3 separate regions of the Mus musculus genome follow, and regions 2 and 3 are each linked to region 1. The links are chromatin contacts, called in public ChIA-PET and Hi-C maps. All regions are on one chromosome and are shown on one strand. Each heading gives the region's core, a stretch centred on a gene start, on an enhancer-like site or on the middle of the called end of the contact. The rest is flanking DNA. Distances are from core to core; before and after follow the strand shown. Region 1 holds the start of Nrde2 (nrde-2 necessary for RNA interference, domain containing). Region 2 overlaps Foxn3 (forkhead box N3). Region 3 overlaps Dglucy (D-glutamate cyclase).

Region 1 (3,784 bases), core at 348-2,847:
GGTTGGAATGGGTGTGTCACTGTGGGTGTGGGCATAAGATCCTCACCCTAGTTGCTGGAAGTCAGTCTTCCACTAGCAGCCTTTGGATGAAGGCATAGAACTCTCAGCTCCTCCTGTGCCATGCCTGCCTGGATACTGCCATGCTCTCACCTTGATGATAATGGACTGAACCTCTAAACCTGTAAGCCAGCCCCAATTAAATGTTGTTTTTTATAAGACTTGCTTTGGTCATGGTGTCTGTTCAAAGCAGTAAAACCCTAACTAAGACAGACAGGATTTCTCAGTGTAGCCCTGGCTGTCCTGAAACTTGCTTTGTTGATCAGACTGGCCTCAAACTCACAGAGTGAGTGCCAGTGCCTCTGACTCCAGAGTGCTGAGATTAAAGGTGAGCATCATCGTGCCCTGATGCAGATATTGATTTAATCAACTGAGATAACTTCCTGTCAGGTTTGGCGGAACTTGAGATTTACAGTTGAAGACAAGTGGATTCTACTGGCCTCCTTTTTCCAAGTACTTTTAGGGACCTGAAAACTTGGACATTTATTTTGGACACACACAGTTTACATGGTACACACAGTTTACATGGTACACGGAGCTGCTTGGATAGGTTTCCATCCATTCCTTTGTTTAGATGATTAGTCACATCTCTGGGTTTAGCTTTTTTTTTTTTCTAAACTTTATTTTATTGTGGTGCCCTGTGCACTTGGAGGTCAGAAGACAACTTTGTGGAGCCTGGATGAAACTCAGGTATCCATGCTTGCTTGGTAGTACCTTTATTATTTAAGCCATTTCATTGGCTCCTGCACCCAACCTTTTTTTTTTTTTTGGTAGGGGAATCTCAAAAATACTTTATAGGTAAGTATATGCATTTATTGTCAAAGACCTTTATCTTATTGGGACTTTGTACTCTTCTGTATTCCTAGGGTATTTAAAATGACAACTTATATTTGGATCACTTACATTTTGCCGTGGAACTTGTCACATCTCACATAGAAGCTAATTTTTCATTTCTTTTCTTTCTTTTTATTGGCTTTTTTTGAGACATCGTCTCTATACAGTTCTGACTCTCATGGAAATTACTATGTAGACCAGCTGGTGTCGAACTCACAGAGATCCACTTGCCTCTACCACTGAGTGTTGGGACTTAAAAGGGGTTTGCCCCCACACCCAGTTTAAAGCCACCTTTTAAATGCTTCTTATGGGTGAAACAATTGCAATTTGTACATGTATATGTGTACGTATACATACACTCACACACACAATCTTGCAGAGGAGGAAAATGAATCTTACAGAATTTGATTACTTTGATCCAGTTTAAAGGAGGCAATGTGCTTTTACCAGAGGAGCTGAATTCCAGTTTCCACACCTTCCCCCCTCCCAACTTCCTCTTCCGGTTCCTGCTTGTCCATTGTTCAGTGAAGCCGGAGGGCACTAACTACAAGGAAACTGTTCTTCCTCAATCTCACCCTCTTCCCTCCTCCCCTCTCTACCCTTTGGGTCTCCGCACCGCCTTGCCCAGGAGTTAAGCCTTAAAGAGTGCAGGAAGAACTACATTTCCCAGAGTGCCTCGCGAGTCACCGTCCTCCAACCAGAGCTCTCCAGACGGCGCCATTTCTGAGGCAGGAGTGGTAGTGCGGCCTGTGATCATGGCGCTGTTCCCGGCTTTTGCGGACGTAAGTGAGGCCTCCGGTGATGGGGCATTCAGGAAAGGTAAGCACCCCAAAAGAGTCGAAAAAGACATCCATTAAATTAATGGCAGATTTTCGGGCCTGGGTCATGGCCTTTTTTCTTTGCTTTGTTTATCCACCTGTATCCCAGAGTTCTCCGCGGCGCTGCAAAGCCTTCTGGGTCTTGTCTGAAGTGTAGGGCCAGAGGCTCTTTCAGGCGCTACGGTGGTCAAGTAAGCGGAGGGGAAACTAAGCCTACGATGATGTCTGGCGCTAACATTACCGTATTTTTGGACTTCATTCTCCTAGAAGCTGCAATGATACAACTCCATTGCAAAAGAAACCCTCTTAAAATACTTGCAATTGTGGTTGGCGTAATTCTGATTTTTCCTTACTAAATTGTAACCGTCAACAAATTCCGAGACTGTCTATTCATTGTAGCACACTTATTAGAAACACAGGCCCAAAATATAGACGTATTCAATAAGTGTGTCAGGATTGATAATGCAACCTGTTGCATGAACGAAACTAAGTAACAACAGCAACAAATCAGTATAAGGTAGTATGCTACAAATGTCATAGATGAGCCACAGTCAACCATAAAAATGAAACGTTCAGAATTTTGGAATGGTCTTCAAGAGGATATGATTTGTATAGATAAGAATTCAGGGACCTTCAAGGGGCTGTGGAAGAGAAGCATGGGATTAGAGAACTGGGTGCGTATTTTAAATGCTAAGACAAGTGTCAGCTATAATGAAGTTAACCATGGCAGGTAAATGCAGAAAATACATCTAATACTGAAAGTGTACGGTCAAGTTGAAGGGCTGGCAGTGGTGGCATACACCATTAATTTCAGCACTTGGGAGGCAGAGGCAGGTGGATCTCTGAATTCAAGCTCAGCTTGATCTACGTAGTGAATTCTTGGACAGCCTGGGCCACAACATAGAGAGACCCTAATCTCAAAAAAGACCAAACCAAAACAAAATATAGTTAAGAAAATTAACTATATATTATTTAACTATGAGTTACTGTTCAGCTTTCTTTACGGTTGGTTTGCTTATAGGGATCCAAAAGAAGTCAGAATTCTCTCTCTCTCTCCTTTCTCTCTCTTCTTTCTCTCTGTCTTCCTTTTCTCTCTGTCTTCTCTCTCTCTCTCTCTCTGAGAGAGGGGGTGTACTGGCTGGTTTTGTGTGTCAACTTGACACAAGCTGGAGTTATCACAGAGAATGGAGCCTCCCTTGAGGAAAGGCCTCCATGAGATCCAGCTGTAAGGCATTTTCTCAGTTAGTGATCAAGGGTGGGAGGATCCATTGTGGGTGGTGCCATCCCTGGGCTGGTAGTCTTGAGTTCTATAAGAGAGCAAGCTGAGCAAGCCAGTAAGAAACATCCCTCCATGGCCTCTGCATCAGCTCCTGCTTCCTGACCTGCTTGAGTTCCAGTCCTGACTTCCTTGGTGATGAACAGCAGTGTGGAAGTGTAAGCTGAATAAACCCTTTCCTTCCCAGCTTGCTTCTCGGTCATGTCTGTGCAGGACTAGAGACCCTGACTAAGACAGAGAGTTGGCCAGAAACCCACAGAGATCTGCCTTCCTAGTGTTGGGATTAAAGGCAAGTGCTCCCATGTCCAGGCACACTGCATTTTCTGCATGTACCCGTAGGTCCCCTTGAGTATGAAACAGTTTCTCTGCTCTTGTATTTTCTCAGGTGATATATTTGTTGAGGAAGCTGGTTATCCATCCTGAAGATGTTTCCCGCTAAATCTTCCTGTAACTTGCTCCTTTATTTATCCATCCCATTATTTCCTGGGAACTGATAATTAGATTTAAAGAGCCGATAAGATCTAGCTATATACTTTTTGTTGTTGAGGGTAGCTTGTTTGGAGTGCTGCACAAATATTAAGTCCTATCAGGAGGGTCCAATCTTTGATTTCAGTGATATTAAGGGGGTCCGTGTTGGGCATCAGATCCCCTGGGATTAGAGTTAAGATGGTTGTGAGCCTCCATGTAGATGCTGGAAATCAAACCTTGGTCCTTTGAAGAACAACCAGTGTGCTTAATCACTGACCCGTCTTTCCAACCATGCCATTACACCTTCATCTGATAATTTTGCAGTGATGTT
Region 2 (3,784 bases), core at 696-3,195, 780 kb after region 1:
CTTTGGATTAACTCTTAAGGGACAGTAGTGAGTCTTCATTCATTATCTGAGAAGAGAGTATGACAACTGAGAGAATGCACCCATTAGCAAGCCTCTAGGGCATTTTCTTGATTGCCAGTTGATGTAAGGGGTCCAGCCTGCTGTGGTCAGTGCCACCACTGGGCAAGTGATCCTGGGATGTATATAAAGCAAACTGAGCAGACCAGGAGGAACAACCAGTAAGCAACACTCCTCCGGTCCTGCCTGGACTTTCCTTGATGATGAACTTCAACCTGTAAGTCCAATACAATACGCTCTTACCTCTTACAAGTTGCTTTGGTCCTATTGTTTCCTCACAGCAATAGAAAACAAACTAAGTCAAGAGGGGGTGATAGTGTATAGTGTTCTAGTCCTTGGAGCAGATCAGAATGTCATGTCTCAGCCGGGCGTGGTGGCGCACGCCTTTAATCCCAGCACTCGGGAGGCAGAGGCAGGTGGATTTCTGAGTTAGAGGCCAGCCTAGTCTACAAAGTAAGCCAGGGCTACACAGAGAAACCCTGTCTCGGAAAAAAAAAACCAAAAAAACAAAAAAGACACCCCCACCCCCACTCCCGAATGTCATGTCTCCACCCAGGGCCATAGTATTTCATTCTTTTGGTCAGGAGGCCTAAGACAGGACAGTTTCAGTGTTTTCCTTTCTGGATGTTACCAGGGCAATAGGAGGTGAGGTCCAAGCAGAATGTAAAGGAGGGATCTCTGTTCATTTGCTTCCAAGGCTACTAACCCCTTTCTAGCTATCTAACGGGAATCTTTTCATTTTTTCCCTTCTATTAAAAAGTATCATTATTTTATATGTCTAGTGTTTTGCCTGCATGCGTGTCTGTGTACCACGTGCTTGTCTGCTGCTGGTCGGAAGATGGTTCGGGACCTCTTGGAACTTGAGTTACAGACAGTGTTGCGCCACCATGTGGGTGCTGGGAATCAAACCTGGGTCTTCTGGAAGCACAGCCAGTGCTCTTACCTGCTGAGCCATGGATCCTGCCGTCTGGTGGAATTGTCAAGTTAGCATCCTCGGTGGTCCTCCCGAAATCACTGTGCTCCCTTTAGCTGTGCTCCAGGCTGATCCTGTCCATCTGTTCCTTCCAGATAGGCTCTTTCTTGGTCTGCCTGCATGAGAGAGAGATGTTTCTTGTCCTCTTAAATAAGCTAGTTATTGTTTGCTTACTTGCCCAGTCACTCATTCATTCATTTATTCATTCAGCAAACTTGATAAAGCCCCCAGCTTTCCATTTTGAAGTCTACAACTAAATATAGAAAGATAAAAAAGCAATTGTATTGTTATTACAGCGAAGCTGCTGTATACCTTTTTTGTACGTTGTTAGCCTCAGTAAAATAATTTAACCACTGGGGGTTGTAGTTCGGAGGTAGAGCACTTGACGACCATGCTTAAAGCTCTAGGTTTCGTCTGAATCCCGAGCTCCATCCACTGTTTGGCTGTGGGTGTCTGTATCTGTCTGAGTCAGCTGCTGGGTGGAGCCTCTCAGAGGACAACATGCTCCTGTCTGCAAGCATAACAGGGTATCGTTAATGATGGGTCTCAAGTTGGGCTGGTTATTGGTTTCCCATGCCTGTATTACTTGTCGACAGGATAAATTTTGGGTTGAAAGTTTTGTGGGTGGGTTGATGCCTTTATTGCTCCACGGGGGTTAAAGGATTGTGGGTCCCAAAGGGGAGAGGAACTCCACAGGAAGATCAACAGAGTCAACTCACCTGGGCCCTTGGGGGCTGTCAGTGTCTGAACCACCAACCAGAGAGCCTAACAGGCTGGGCCTAGGCCTTTCCGCTCATGTGCAGCAGATGTGTGACTTGTTCTAAATGTGGATTCTGAACTGCTGGAGAGGGGCTGCCCCAAAAGCCCTGCACATGGGTTCTTCTAGCTGGGCTGCCTTGTCTGACCTCAGTGGGAGAGGAAGTGCCTAACCTCACAGAGACTTGAAGTGCGAGGGTTGGGGGATACCCAGGGGAATACCCAGGGGACCCCCACCCTCCCAGAGGAGAAGAGAAGGGGAGGGGGAGGGGGAGGGAGGAGGATTGTGGGAGGGAGCTGACCAGGAGTTTAAAAAAAAAAAGCCCTCGGTTCAATCCCTAGTGGGTGGGACTTTAAAAACCACGATTCAGAAGGAAGCTCTAGGATGGTTTCCTTATAGTTTGAGAGAAAAAGAACAGGGCAGCTGGGCAGTGGTGGCGCACGCCTTTAATCCCAGCACTTGGGAGGCAGAGGCAGGCGGATTTCTGAGTTCAAGGCCAGCCTGGTCTACAGAGTTAGTTCCAGGACAGCCAGGACTACACAGAGAAACCCTGTCTTGAAAAACCAAAAAAAAAAAAAAAAAAAAAAAAAAAAAGAACAGGGCAGGCGAGTCGTGCTTCCTGCTGGCTGCTGTGAGACGGAAGATGGAGGAGAGGGAAAGCAGGAGCCATGCGTTTTGAGTTGGGGTCCAAGAGAGTAGGAGGGTCAGCAGTGGACGTTGGCAGGTGGCTTACAAGGGGGAAGAGGGGCTTCAACAGAGAAAGGAGGACAATATCCAGACTGTCAGGGCAAGGCACATTTCCAAAGAAGGGACAGAAAGAGCCGCTCTTTCAATTAGAACTCAGAAGAGCAGTCAGACTTGGTAATGATGGTAGTGCTGGCGACTACTCTGGGGGAGGGGCTTCTGGGGCACAAGTACATTATCTCATTAGGGGAGTAATTATTCTTCCCAGCTCCATAGCATGTCTTCCGGTGAATCAGCTTTCCCGAGGGGTGGTCTCCTGTACAGGTGATTGACAGGCCCAGTTGGATTACCTCTTAAAGGAGTTGATAGAGTATGTAGTGGTTGGGACAGCGTAGAATGTCTTGTTTCCATCCAGGCAGAGATGCAAAGCTCCCATTCTGTCCTTTGGACCTGGAGGAAGTGAGTAGCTTTGCCTTAATGAGCCTCAGCAAAACCTCCGAGCCTCTACCTTTTCCTATAGTATATAGTAGATCCCGAAAGGTCGGGGGCAAAGTTGATGCCTCCCGTTCTATGCTGGGTATGGGAATAGGGAAGTAGATGCCAGAGCCCATTTTAAGTGTCTGTCCCCAAAGGCCTCCAAGCCTGCTAATGCCTGTCTAGCTACCTAACACGGTGTGAGAGCTGCTTACAGGCTTCCCTGTCCTATGGACTCTACCTACAGAACCTCTTAGCTAGTGAAACTCCAGAAAGCCCTTTGTTGATTATTTTAATTATCTGTGTCCTGTCTCTCTCTCCTCATTGCTTTTCTGACTCTTCAAGGGTCTGGCATTGACTTCCTAGGAAGATTCTGATGTTCCTCGTGGGGGTCTCACAATGCCCCTGGGAAACGTTTTTCTTCTCTCCATCAGCATCCCCCGCACTCCCAACTGTGAAGAGCCAAGCCTCTCTCAGTGCAAAAGCCTCTTCCTCAGCACACTACCAACAGATTGCTTTCAGACCTTGTCAAGCTGCAGAGGGTTTCTTTCCATTTCAGCTGCAGGCTAGCTCTCAGCAGTGAATAATGGGAGGCTAGCACACCTGAAAAGGCCAGGGTTTGCTTCTTTCGGAAGAAGTACTGATGTTAATCCATATCCTTGTTAGGCTTCCTGTGGTGCTGGGGATGGAGCCCACGGGCCTTGTCCTGCAGTACTCGTCATGCCCACCCTTATGGTTTGCTCTGCCATATAAGTCCTGCCCATCTAAATGCTTTTGATGCTGGCAAGATGGTGGGAAGGTGTAGCCTTCATGGAAAATTCCACTGCCTTCCCAATACA
Region 3 (3,784 bases), core at 806-3,305, 710 kb before region 1:
GAAGAAGCCAGCAGACGCCATGTATAATGGTCAGGAAGTAGCAGATACAATGGGCTGGGCCAACTTGGGGGTGGCAGACAGTGGGAAGCAAGAGGTGACCTCAGAGGGATACCTTTCCTAGCTGAGCAACAGAATGTCAGTTGTGCCCAGGACATCCAGGGATAAGGAGCTGGCACCCTTGTACAGAGCATGCTACCTCAGTAAGCCAGGCCACCAGCTTGCCTATGAGTACCGACTGTATGTCATATGTACTATATCCTAGGATCTCTCTCCACAGCATCCTGAAAAGCCCACAGATTCCATTTGCCCAGCAATGGCTAGAACCAAGCTAGCTCTCACCCTGGGTAAACCACAGTTCCCCTGCAGGCCATCTCTTGTTCTTGTCACTGACTTCTGGAGGTGGTAGCCACCACAGACATGAACACAGACATTTCTCCTGAGAACAGACAAGGCTAGAACAAGGTTTGAGTGGGAATCACAATGTGAAGTGGAAAGTTTTAAAACCGGGTCCTGGAAGGCAGAGCACCAGCAGCCCCTGGGATGGATGCCCAGGAAGGGGTCCCCTCTACTCCTTTGTACCTTAGCCTCAGCGTAAGCTGAGAACCTGCCTTCAGAACCTGCCTTCTCTGAACTTAACGGGGTCTTAGCCTTTTTCTTAAATGGCTCAGCCATCTCCCCATACATTTCTTCCCACTGCAAGCATAACTTGTAACACTGTTACTCCTCAGCTTGTTCAATGCTGAAGTAGAATCCTGCTATTACTATGCCAAAAGCCAAATCTATGAATATCTCCTTTGAAACATGAATCATAAGATTGTTGGCAGCTTTTCCACGATGTCAATAGTATTGTAGTCATCTATTTTTTTTTTTAATTGTCAGGATATCCTCTTTATCAGAGTTCCTGGTGTGGAATTTGTACTGAACAAAAATGATAACTCAAAGAGACCTGGGCCGTGAGGCTTCCAAGCCAAGGTGTATTTGCTGAGTTGTGAGGTCTTGGGTGGAGGACTGGCCCCATTTTTAGTGTCTTCCACAGAACAAGCATGGACCCTGAAAGTGTGAACCCTGCAGGTGTGAATCCTGGCCAGAATAGCAAATAGCAGACACTGGAGGTTCATACTAAAGATTTTCTCTTTACACTTATATTTTATTGGAGTGTAAAATCCATACCATGTGTTCCTTTTTCACAATGAAGGCCCCTTAAAGAACCATACCAGACACACATGTGTAAAGACATGAAACAACATTTAGTAGGCTCAGATCCCACATGAAATGTCACCATGATGTCAGGAATAAATGTGCAATGGGGCCTGGTCAGTGGCTCAGTTTCTGGTTTTGTTGAGAAATTTAGGGTTGGAGGATGTGAAAGATCAGGGCGAGCTCATCTGCCTGAGCTCTGGAGAGGTCTGACTCACCTTTGGGCAATACTGGTAAATATGGCTTCCTTCCCCCTCAAAACGGGGAAAGAGTCAGGCTAGGTGTAGGAGTGAGCTGATGGAAAGTGTGTGTAAGAAATGTCAGGGGTGAATGGGGGTGAGGGACAGTGGGATGTCATGGCTGGAAGAACCCCATCAAACAGCAAATTATGACTGTATGGGGGAAAAAAGCATTTCAAAGATATAACTGTTTTGCTGGTGGTGGTGAGTATGAACCCCAGTGTTTCAGCTAACACTCCACGTGTGGGCTCTCTACCCTTTCTCGATTAGCCCAGGTCACAGTGATGCCTTGGTTGCCCTAGAACTCGCTCTGTAGACCAGGCTGGCCTTAAACTCAAAAATCCAGCTGCCTTTGCCTCCTGAGTGCTGGGATTAAAGGTGTACACCACCACTGCCCTTAGGCTCTGCTCTACAATTAACTGTTCCAGAATTCTCTCTTAACTGAGAGGCAGAAAGATTCCCAGAACAGAGCATAGGGTGGCCAGAAGAAGCCAGGATGAAGGGCAGGTAGAGCAATGCCCCTGGAACTCCTTCCTACCTAGACAAAGGCTGGCATCAGGCAGGGACTGTGCACACAAACAGCACAGCTGGTCACATGTGCACTGTGGTGGCACCCACCAGCTTCCGGATCATCTCAGCATGAACGTCATGGAAAGGCAGCCCATCCACTTCCATGCCCACGATGCCTGAGACACCACTGCGGACTTGGTTCTCTACCAGGATGCCCAACATCTTTTCTTCCTGGGAGGAAATACAGAGATGAGGAGGAGACAGACGACATGTGGGGAGAGGGAGGACAGAATGCGTAAATATCTGTAGAAAAGAAGCTTTGAGCTAGAGATCTCTGTTTCTCTCTGTCTCTTTCTTTCTTTCTTTCTTCCTTCCTTCCCTTCCTTCCTTCCTTCCTTCCTTCCTTCCTTCCTTCTTTCCTTCCTTCCTTCCTTCCTCTCTCTCTCTCTCTCTCTCTCTCTCTCTTTCTTTCTTTCTTTCTTTCTTTCTCCCTCCTCCTTTTTAAAACAGAGCCTCTGTAGCCCTAGTGGTCCTGGAACTTAATATTTAGACCAGGCTGGCCTCACACTCTTAGAGATCCACCTGCCTCTGCCTTTCAAGAGCTAGGCTTAAAGGCATATGGCACCACACCCAGGAATGTGTCTCTTTTTAACAAGTAAAATTTGAGATAAGGCATGGACTCACTGGAAAGCTCCTTATGAAAATCAAAATCGGGCTGGAGAGATGGCTCAGTGGGTAAGAGCACCCGACTGCTCTTCTGAAGGTCAGGAGTTCAAATCCCAGCAACCACATGGTGGCTCACAACCATCTGTAACAAGATCTGACTCCCTCTTCTGGAGTGTCTGAAGACAGCTACAGTGTACTTACATATAATAAATAAATAAATCTTAAAAAAAAAAAAAAGAAAATCAAAATCAAGAGCTGGATGTGATGGTTCACGCCTGTCATCTCAGTACTTGAGGGGCTGAGGCAGGAGGATTACAGTCAGTTTGAGGCCAGCCTGGGTTGTATAATGAGCTCCAAGACAGCCTGGCCTACAGAGTGGGAAGGTCTTAACTTCTCTCTATGTCTTGGAGATCCCATCTGTCATCTGGGGTCGTTGGTGACCCTGGTGAGGATATGGCTTTCAGAAGCTGTAGTGAGAATTAAATGAGACACTGGAGGTAGAGCATCCAGCATGGCCCTTGGCACACAGTAGGAAGCATGCTGGTTGTCAGTACAGTGGGGAAAGGCCAGAGCTTGCTCTCTGACTCACTTACTGGGTAAGGGGGAGGGGCTGGTCCCGTCTCAAACAAAAGCAAAGCGTTTAAACAGATCGGCTGTTTCTTCGGGCACTTACCTTCCCATGACCATATTTCATGCCCCAATAGAGACCTGTGTGGTCCTAACACATACCAGAGATGTAATCCTCCCACTGCCCCAGCCCCCAGCCAAGCCTGGGATGAGCTCCCATGCATCTGACTGTGGCAGGAGGCCCCTCCCCAGGTCCCGCTGTCAGCCTCTTGAGGGGCGGGCACTAGTTGGATTTCTATCGCTGTGATAAACACCATGACTAAAAACAGTGTGACAGAGGAAAAGGTTTGTTTCAGCTTATAACTCTTAGGTCACACACCATCACTAAAGAAAGCCTCAGGACAGGAACTCAAGGCAGGAACCTGGAGGCAGGAACTGAAACAGAGGCCATGGCCAGTGAGAGGCCAGCCATCTTCAACCCAGGAAGAGTGCATCCACCAAGGCACTGACTCTGCCCTGCCTTCAGGGTTGGACTATCCCTGCTTCTACAACTGGAAGAACGAAAAATGAGCATTTTTGTACCTCCCGGCCTATGGTATTTTGTT

Evidence for each region. A called contact is a pair of places that touch in the nucleus more often than the background predicts. ChIA-PET counts read pairs in DNA pulled down with a chosen protein or histone mark.
Region 2: a contact with region 1 is called in a Hi-C map of B cells, with 12 read pairs. The contact joins the enhancer-like site here to the promoter of Nrde2 in region 1. A contact is called at or near these places in 4 of 39 promoter capture datasets (hippocampal neurons, liver, neutrophils and 1 more), 1 of 484 Hi-C or Micro-C datasets (B cells) and 1 of 115 datasets of contacts at active chromatin or transcription factors (microglia).
Region 3: a contact with region 1 is called in an RNA polymerase II ChIA-PET map of memory CD8 T cells, with 9 read pairs. The contact joins the enhancer-like site here to the promoter of Nrde2 in region 1. A contact is called at or near these places in 2 of 39 promoter capture datasets (embryonic stem cells and hippocampal neurons) and 5 of 115 datasets of contacts at active chromatin or transcription factors (embryonic basal ganglia, embryonic forebrain, embryonic stem cells and 2 more).

The regions. Positions count from the first base shown.
Region 1 is chr12:100,157,466-100,161,249 of GRCm38.p6, reverse strand. It overlaps Nrde2 (nrde-2 necessary for RNA interference, domain containing), which reads left to right and starts at 1,597. Exons shown (of 14, transcript NM_001290303.1): 1 at 1,597-1,710. The coding sequence starts at 1,647.
Region 2 is chr12:99,379,237-99,383,020 of GRCm38.p6, reverse strand. The region is part of intron 2 of Foxn3 (forkhead box N3); the gene reads left to right. Among named protein-coding and RNA genes, the nearest start is that of Gm51999, 11 kb to the left of the region's middle. Within about 2 kb of position 1,945, at least 49 of the 459 cell types and tissues checked have an H3K27ac peak or open chromatin away from gene starts, as enhancers often do. A contact at or near this core is called in B cells, where this site is marked.
Region 3 is chr12:100,869,697-100,873,480 of GRCm38.p6, reverse strand. It overlaps Dglucy (D-glutamate cyclase), which reads right to left. Exons shown (of 13, transcript NM_145448.5): 13 at 871-2,177. The coding sequence ends at 2,028. Among named protein-coding and RNA genes, the nearest start is that of Gm36572, 22 kb to the left of the region's middle. Within about 2 kb of position 2,055, at least 12 of the 459 cell types and tissues checked have an H3K27ac peak or open chromatin away from gene starts, as enhancers often do. A contact at or near this core is called in memory CD8 T cells, where this site is marked.